Regions from separate parts of the Rattus norvegicus genome. Here region 1 is linked to region 2. A link is a contact called in public Hi-C data. All regions are on one chromosome and are shown on one strand. Each heading gives the region's core, a stretch centred on a gene start, on an enhancer-like site or on the middle of the called end of the contact. The rest is flanking DNA. Distances are from core to core; before and after follow the strand shown. Region 1 has its middle 190 kb from the start of Dmrta1. Region 2 holds the start of Mtap (methylthioadenosine phosphorylase).

Region 1 (4,177 bases), core at 52-2,551, 350 kb after region 2:
CAACTTCCTAAGAGGCAACTTGGGGCGGTGAGTGAGTGAGGAAGAGGGTTGGTCTGAGTAGCTTGCAAACCAGAACCTTCTGTCATCCCAAATTAGGTTGTGTTGTACTCCTGTGTCTCTCTCCCCAAGCAGAAGCAGGTCTCAGTCCATGGGAGGTTATTCCTGGTGTGTAATTAGCCTCTGGCTGTCAGACACAAATATGTCTGAAAGTAAGATCAAGGTCTGTGAGCCTTTAGGGGAGGAAAATTGAACTCAACCCTGAAAATTCCCCTAGCCATTTGCAAAGGCCACCCTGCAGTGACTGCTGTTTTCACCAAGGTTTATCTTTACAGGTGTTTGGTAGAAGCCTAGACAGCCAGTCAGCCAGTGTGAGTCATCTGACTGTGGTAAGATTAGAAATTCCTGAAACATGATAAAGAATCCGGAGTCTGAGGCAGGAAAGATGAAGGGAAATGCCTTCTGCAGCTCCCACCACTGGTTCCCACCCTGTGACCTTACCTTCTATAACTTTTGGGTAGGTTTGGGCAGTGACCTGCTTGCTTTCCCACCCCCAGCCCTTTCCTCCTCCTCCTATTCATTTTTAAGTATTTATTTATTTTATGTACATGTGCCTGAGTGTGTGTATATGTACTAGAGCCCATGGAGGACAGAAGAGGTACTTTGTTCCTCTGGAACTAGAGTTACAGGTAGCGATGAGCTGCCACGTGGGTGCTGGGAGCAGGACCCGGATCCTCTAACAGAGCAGTAAGCACTCAAAAGCTGAGCCATCTCTCTAGCTTCTCTTCCTTTTAGTTTCCTCTTTCATTGACTTTCCAAAGTCAAGAAATATTATTTCCATTGAGTGTGTGTAAAGGTGGTAGATTTAGATATCAGTTAGGAGAAAACTGAAAAGAAGAAATAGAGGAGGGAGAGATAGGGATGGGGGGGGGGGACGGGAGGGGAGGGGGCTGGAAAAGACAAACAGAGGAGTGTCCGGATGGAGGGGAATTGAGGTGGAGTCAGGCGGCTCTGCCTTCAGACTTAGTGATGTCTTACTGCCTTCACGTGTAAATGAATGGACAGACTTAGCGGAACAACGCCTTCTTGTTTGTAAATGCCATAAAGTAAACAAAAGCTGCTAAAACCAGACCATATTCTCCGCACATTTGAAATTGCTACGAGGCAGGCCTCTCTGGTTCCGGTTCATCGTAGAAGGGTCTCCACCCTCTGCCTTTTTTCGGTACTAAAATCTGAGAACCGAAGTTTCAGATGCTGTTCGCGGGAAGCTCTATTCATTGAGAGAGCAGTTCAGAATATACGCGGTTTTAATCTATCCCCGGGGAGCTCCTGAGTCCGCTGTCTAGACCAACTTGCTTCGTAAGTGCAGAAGTGAGGATTAGTTTGACTTTGACGACACCTAGTGGCTGTTTGTTGGTTGTGCTCGTCAAACGGAATAAAAATCAGTGATGTTACCAACTCCTGAGGCAACTTCTCCCCCCCCCCCCCCCCTTCACAAAGCTACTCGAATTTGGCAGAAGCTTCAAGATAAAACAGCTTAGTGGTAAAGTCAGCTATATTCTCACTTCTGCCTTTTACTCTGCCTTTAGACAGAATTCTCTCGGCCTAACTGCTTGTAGGGAGCACATTATGTCACCCAAGGAAACCTCTAAGGGCTGCAGACTGGCCACAATTGGGTCAACTCAACTGATGAGCTGAGAGTCATATTGAGAGAGAGTCAGACATAAGAAGAACTCTATGGTTATGGAAAAAGTCTTTCCCCGCCCCTGCTTTATAATGATTCACTAGGCTACACATTGCTACTCTTGTTTTCTGGGATTGCCAGGTGTTAGTAATGAATGTCTCTAAAATGAATATGCAGACAATAGTTGTTCATTCCACTAATGGAGAACACACGTTAATGGAGCACTTCACTGTTATCGAGTTTGGCTGAGGCACTCTGCATTTTTACACCATAATCTTTGAGAATCTTATGTATGTACAGAATGTATCTTTTACGTAAGTTGGTTCTTTGACAATTTCATAATCTATACAATGCATTCTATTTACTCTAGCTCCTCTCCCCCCATCACCTCTTTAAATGCCACTTTCACAGATTTCTGACTTTTGGTTTTGTTCTGTGACCATCTGGGTAACCATTACATCCGGAGCCAGGCTGGGTCTTCAGTGAAAACACAGATGAAGACAGGGACTCATTAAATTATCTCTAAAGCGTTTTTGCATGTGTATTCATGCATATAGATAGGTGTGTATTGTCACTGTATATTAGCTTTTGATTGGCTCAGACTCCCCTGTCATAAAAGGTCCATGCCTATTCCCAATCAAGCAGTCCTTCAGACTTGGGTTCCTGACCCATGGCTATCCAGTCCAGTTGGTGCCCTTGAAACCTGAGTGCAAGACTTCCAGGGAATCTTTGACCTCTTTACTCCCTTTGAGTTTAAATCTTTTGGGGGTAGTGTCTTACTGTCTTCAAACTCGGTGACAGTGAAGTGCTTCCTTCTAGCCAATTTCCCACATCTGTCAATAGAGGTGACTCTGATTAACTGGGGAGCCGACCTGAGCCCTGGAGATAACCTGGCCAATATACAGCAGACACTAAACTGTGGAAAACTCATGCTCTGCTGATTTCCCCTGGAGGGCCTTCCCTGTGGGACCTTTAGGACGGAAGTATTCCCCACCTCCAACAGAACTCTGTGAATGACACACTGATCCGTCCCCACTAAGTCCATAGCTAAGCTTCTCTTTTACATTTCACATCTAGCCTGGATCCCTGTTCTTTATGGTCAGAGTAACTCACAAAAGAATTAATTCTGAGCAGCCAGTTAGAATGCGGGACTTTGAAACCAGTTGTTTCACGGTAAAACCCTGAGCAGTTGTAGGTTCAAGAATGGGTGCTGGGAAAGGCGGTTTCTGTTTGCTTTGTACTTGGTGTACCTTTGGTTAAGACTCTTGCTGCATTTAACACAAAACCCAAACACTTTAACACGGCCTTGAGGATTTGGCTAAGCACCTCTCTACTTGTGTCTCCAGATTCCTCTCAAGCCACACTTGGCCTTGCTCATTAGGCACACAGCCATTCCCTTTTCAAATCCCCTGGGGCTCCATTGTGACATCATCGTTTGGTCACCTGCCTGCTTCCTATTTTCTCTTTCTGGATCAGTTTAGGTATTACTTCCTCAGAGAGCTATTTCCTGATCCTAATCCCAGTTTGACTTCTTTCCTTGTTTTCTCTTCTTTCTTTTCTCCTTCCTAACACCAGTCATCACTCCCAACTACAAAATGTCTCTCTGGTTAAGATAACAAAACATGCCAGGAGGTGGTGGTGCTTTTAATCCCAGCCTTGGGGGTGCAGGGTAGAGACAGGCTCTTAAGTTTGAGGCCAGCCTGGTCTACAGAGTGAGTTTCAGGGCAGTCAGAGGCACACAGAGAAACCCTGTTTCAAAAACCAAAGCGAAACAAAGCAAAACACTCTAAACAAACAAAACAACAATATATGTATCTCCAGTCACAATATATTTACCCAACAAGAGGTGAGGAGCCTGCTTTGTTTAGTTCCCAGGCCCAGCACGGCACATGCTTGTAAAGAGCGTTCTGCCCTGTGCAGATGAAGTCTGGGCTTCCTAGTGATAGAAACATTAAGAACCCGTGACACATTACACCACTCTCACATGGTCTCATTTCCTTGGTTAAATCTTTTGTTTTCCACAGAGATTATTCTTAGTGGTTGAGACTTTGGAATGGGCACAACAAGCCGTAACTGATTCTTTAGAAAGATTTCCTTAAAAAAAAAAAAAAAAGAATTCAGAACATACATCTTTTTCCATCCCAAAATGGGCGATTCCTGTTTGAGGAATTTATATTGCCTCTCTTGCCCTCCTGTTCCTGCTCTCTCCCCATTTTCCTACCCCCTCTCTCTGCTTGTTCATGGTCGGCCTCTACTCCTCTTCTCTCTCTCTCTCTCTCTCTCTCTCTCTCTCTCTCTCTCTCTCTCTCCCTTTCTCAATTTCTACTATCCTCTCAACTCCCCTCCCCATGCCCTGAATAAACTCTATTCTATACTAAAAAAAAAAAAAAAAAAAAAAAAGGAACTTACATTGCTTAAGTTTATGGGGACAATCTCCCAGCACAATAGATAAGTTTGTGTAATGAAAATATTCTTCCAGTCCTGATTTTTGGACTG
Region 2 (3,920 bases), core at 47-2,546:
TAACTTGGCTCTGGGCCTGCAACTTTCCAACTCTCCATAGTCACTGAAACCCTGACCAGTCAATCGGCCTTATGGAACGTTATGTAGATACTTTTTCTTTGGGAACTTTCAATTAACACTGTTGAAAAAAAAAGATAGCAGAATTTCCTTCCTTGATTTCTTCCCAACCACAGAATAATGTATAGCTTTTCTATATTTCAGAGACCACCCTTAAGATAGCTGTCACCCAGGGTTAGAGAGATGGCTCAGGGGTTAAGAGCACTTGTAGAGGTAAATTCGGTTTCTAGTACCTACCCATATCAAGAAGTTCACAGTTGCCTGTTGCTCCAGCTGCAGGCTGAATTCTGGACACACACACACACACACACACACACCTGCAATCATTTATGTGCACATACAGATAAATAATGAAATAAATTAAGAAAAAAATAAGATAGCTGCTGGTCAGCATTTTGTTTGGGACAGCTTGTACCATCAAAGGCTACAATGATCATCCAAGTAGAGAAGAGATAGTGTGAGTAGAAAAGGGATAGGGCCTCTCAGAGCGAGTATCCAGGGGAAACATCACTGGGGTCAGAGTGGGTCCTGCTGGTATCGCATCATGGAGACACAGGTCCTGAATCTGAATCCTGCCGTACTGTATGCTGCCCCGGCATAGAAAGTTGTTATAATTTTTGCTTGTTTTATTGGAGTGAGGATTGAAGCTAGGACCTCCTTGGATGCCAGATAAACACTCTAGTGCTGACCTAAATAGCAAGCCCTCTTTTTATTTTTGAGATAGACTCTCAATATTGCTCAAGATGGTCGTGAACTCACTCTGTAGCCAAGTAAAGACTTTGACCTTGCCATACTGCTGCTCAGGATTCATGAGTGATTGGGATTACAAATCTGCACCACTAGCCATTGTGTAAAGGATTTTAAAAATGCCCCTCGCCTGGTGTTGGGGAAGATCCTGCCCCCTTAATAGCTTCCCGCCAAACTGTTACTAAATAAACCAGTTTGTAAATCAGAGCTCTGGGGGCGGGAATCTCAAGCTAGCACTCTTCAGTATCCCTCCGCCCTCCCCAAAGCCCTGGAATGCGGCAGAGCCTGATTTCACAGCCCTGGCCACCGAGGCAGGAAATTCACTGCAGAGCTGGCAGTATTGCGCGACCTCACGAAGTTCTTGTGAAACAGTTAAAAGACAAAGTGCCAAACAACTTCTACTTTGACCACTGACGCGCCCTCAGACCGCACAGACCAGCAGAAGCCGAAAAGTCTGCAAAAGGGGCGGGAGGCGGGAACCTGATTTGAGGAGGAGGGTGCCAGGAGGGCAGCCAATCCCGCGCTCCCTGGGAGGAAGAGGAGGAGCCAGAGCCCACGGGCCCCTGCACCGCTCACTCTCGCGCCGTGCCAGCCCCGCAGTCTCCCCTTGGTCCAGCGCTGCGGCCCGCCGTGGACTTCCCCGGTGCAGACATGGCCTCGGGCTCCGCCTGCACGGCAGTGAAGGTGAGACACCCTACAAGCTGCTATTGGGCTAGTTCTGCTTGGCTCCCTCTCGTCCCTCCGCAGGGGCCGCGCCTCCGGGCTGTGTCCCCAGCCTGAGAGCCCCCCACCCAAGGTTCAGCCGGGAGGTGCAGGGGCGCGGCACCCACCGCCAATGCACCCCGATGTCCCCAGCCTTTGAACTCATCTGCATTCCGGGCCCGGGCGGTGGTAACTGGGGCTCCGATGGGGAGTGGGGTGATGAAGGGGGACACTGCGCCCCGCTGCCACCCTCTTTCAGTACCACTCCCCCCTGGAGATGCTCCAGGCGGGAGCTGATGTGTGTCCCAGCTCGTGCAACTGCTCTGCCGGTTCCTCTAGCCTTACGGGACTTGAGCTTCCGCTCTTGACTCGGCCCACGTGGGAGAGCAAGCACTTGCTCTTTTGCACGCTTCGCTTTTGCTTTTTTCCCCCACCAAACTTAGATTTCCTTTTGCTTTGTTTTACCTCCGCAGCGCAGAGCTGTGGGAGTTCTGAGACTTTTTCCAGTACTGAAACGGAGTGCGGACCGCTCCCAGCCTGGAGGCCTCAGTCTTTAAACTGCTTTGCAACCTTGAAAGTTAGAGCTATTTTCTTAGGCCTCAGGTCCCCAGAGATCTAGACACAAGGGACTCTTGTGTGCTGGGAACAGCTGGCCAGAGGAGAACATGAGTTCAGAGAGTTGGAGTGAGCCTCCCTCCCCTGGGTCTTTTAAACACATCCTGATTGATGGGTAGAGAGTGGAATAACAGAGCAGAGGAAAAACTAGTGGCTAAGTCCTTTCTAGCCTGTTTATTATTAGCCAAGAACGCAGTTAATTTGATTCACTTTGGGAATTTCTAACCCGTGATGCAGGAAGTACAATTTTCTTCAGGCATCCTTTTTGATTCCCTGCAGTGCTGTTTGATTCCCTTGCAAGAGGCCCATCTCTGCATTTAGCCTGCAGCCTGCCTGGGCTTTGTATCCTGGGGCCTTGCAGGGCTTCAGGAACCAACCAGGATGAGAGCAGGGGGTGAGGTGGCTGCACTAAGACATACTGGCCAACTTTTTTTTTTTTTTCCGATTTCGAGAAGGATGTTTACATTTATAGAAAGCCACGGGTCTGTGGGAATTTTTACCATATTGTAGGCTGGAAGGGCTAGAAATATGGTGTCTGTACTAAGTATAATTCACTTCTTAGGGGTGGAGATAATTCCAAATGTCCATGGATCACATGCACCTTTCTCTTAACAGCATATTTTACATGGGGCCAGATGTAAATATTTGTTCTTAACTGAAAAGGGTGTGCCTTGGCATGTAAAATCCAAGAAATTTCACTGAGGTAGAGCCTATGGTTTGAAGATAGACCTATTAGTCATCTTTGTCCCACAATGTGAGTAAAACCAAAAAGGTTAATATTTCAAACTTAATCAGCCCCGACAGGATGATATTATACGTGCGAAGACCAGCATAGCTCAACAGAAAGAATTTGCTTTAATCTAGTTCACATTCTGGCCAACACACAGCTTCCCTGTAAAATGGACTGGCCCACTTAGGAGCAGAAAGAGCTATGTAAATATTGAATGATATGTATTTTTTTTTATCTTGGCATGCTTTTGAAGTAAAACTTAAGAGATATAAATGGTGCTAGGAATGCCTGCTGAGTTCTCTCCTTGAGATTACAACAGGTGACAGCATTGCTAATAAGAATTCATGATGTCAGCACCATCAACTGCTAAGGCAGCATCCCAAATAGAAATTATGAAGGGTCAGTACCAGAGCAAAATAACCTATAAAAAGGATATCTTAGGGCTAGAGTGAAGCAGCTTAGTCTCTGGAGTGCTTGCTGCCCAAGCGTGAGAACATGACTTTGAACCCTCAACACCCATGCCAGGGAGCTGCGTCAGAGTCAACAGTCCTGTCAATAAAGAGGCAGATACAGGTAGACTCTTGGGACTGAGTACTAGCCAGTCTAACTAAATTGGTGAGCTCTTGATTCAGTGAGAATGCCTTTCCCATTGAAAGACAGGTTAAGTTTAACTGAGGAAGACACCCCTGGCCTTTGCACACACATATGTGTGTGCACACAAACTACATTTTATCTGTGCATCAGGTAATAGAGGTAGATTGTTCATTTGAGGTCATAAGACCATGTAGATTCTTTCTTACAGATGTGAAGCTGAAGCCCTCCCTGACAGATGTCAAGTGTCCCATATAGGTCCTAGATAATGACAGACTTAAAGCGTAGCATTCCCAGCAAATAGATATTTCTTCAACCTGAAACAGTTTCTGTTACTTTACTGTGTGAGTGAAGAGGTCATCCTACCTTAGGAAATAGAGAGCTAGGACTGTGGAAAACCACTGGGCATTCTCCAAGAATGGGCGTAGGAGGTACATTTGTGTCTGGCAGGTGGCATGTGGCCTGACTCACTGCACCA

What was found. A called contact is a pair of places that touch in the nucleus more often than the background predicts.
Region 1: a contact with region 2 is called in a Hi-C map of the A7r5 cell line, with 7 times the contacts expected there. The contact joins the enhancer-like site here to the promoter of Mtap in region 2. A contact is called at or near these places in 12 of 12 Hi-C or Micro-C datasets (the A7r5 cell line, the Rat2 cell line, Schwann cells and 7 more).

What each region holds. Positions count from the first base shown.
Region 1 is chr5:109,337,945-109,342,121 of GRCr8, forward strand. No RefSeq gene overlaps it. Among named protein-coding and RNA genes, the nearest start is that of Dmrta1, 190 kb to the right of the region's middle. Within about 2 kb of position 1,302, at least 13 of the 93 cell types and tissues checked have an H3K27ac peak or open chromatin away from gene starts, as enhancers often do. A contact at or near this core is called in the A7r5 cell line and prefrontal cortex, where this site is marked.
Region 2 is chr5:108,988,974-108,992,893 of GRCr8, forward strand. It overlaps Mtap (methylthioadenosine phosphorylase), which reads left to right and starts at 1,297. Exons shown (of 8, transcript NM_001394049.1): 1 at 1,297-1,488. The coding sequence starts at 1,456.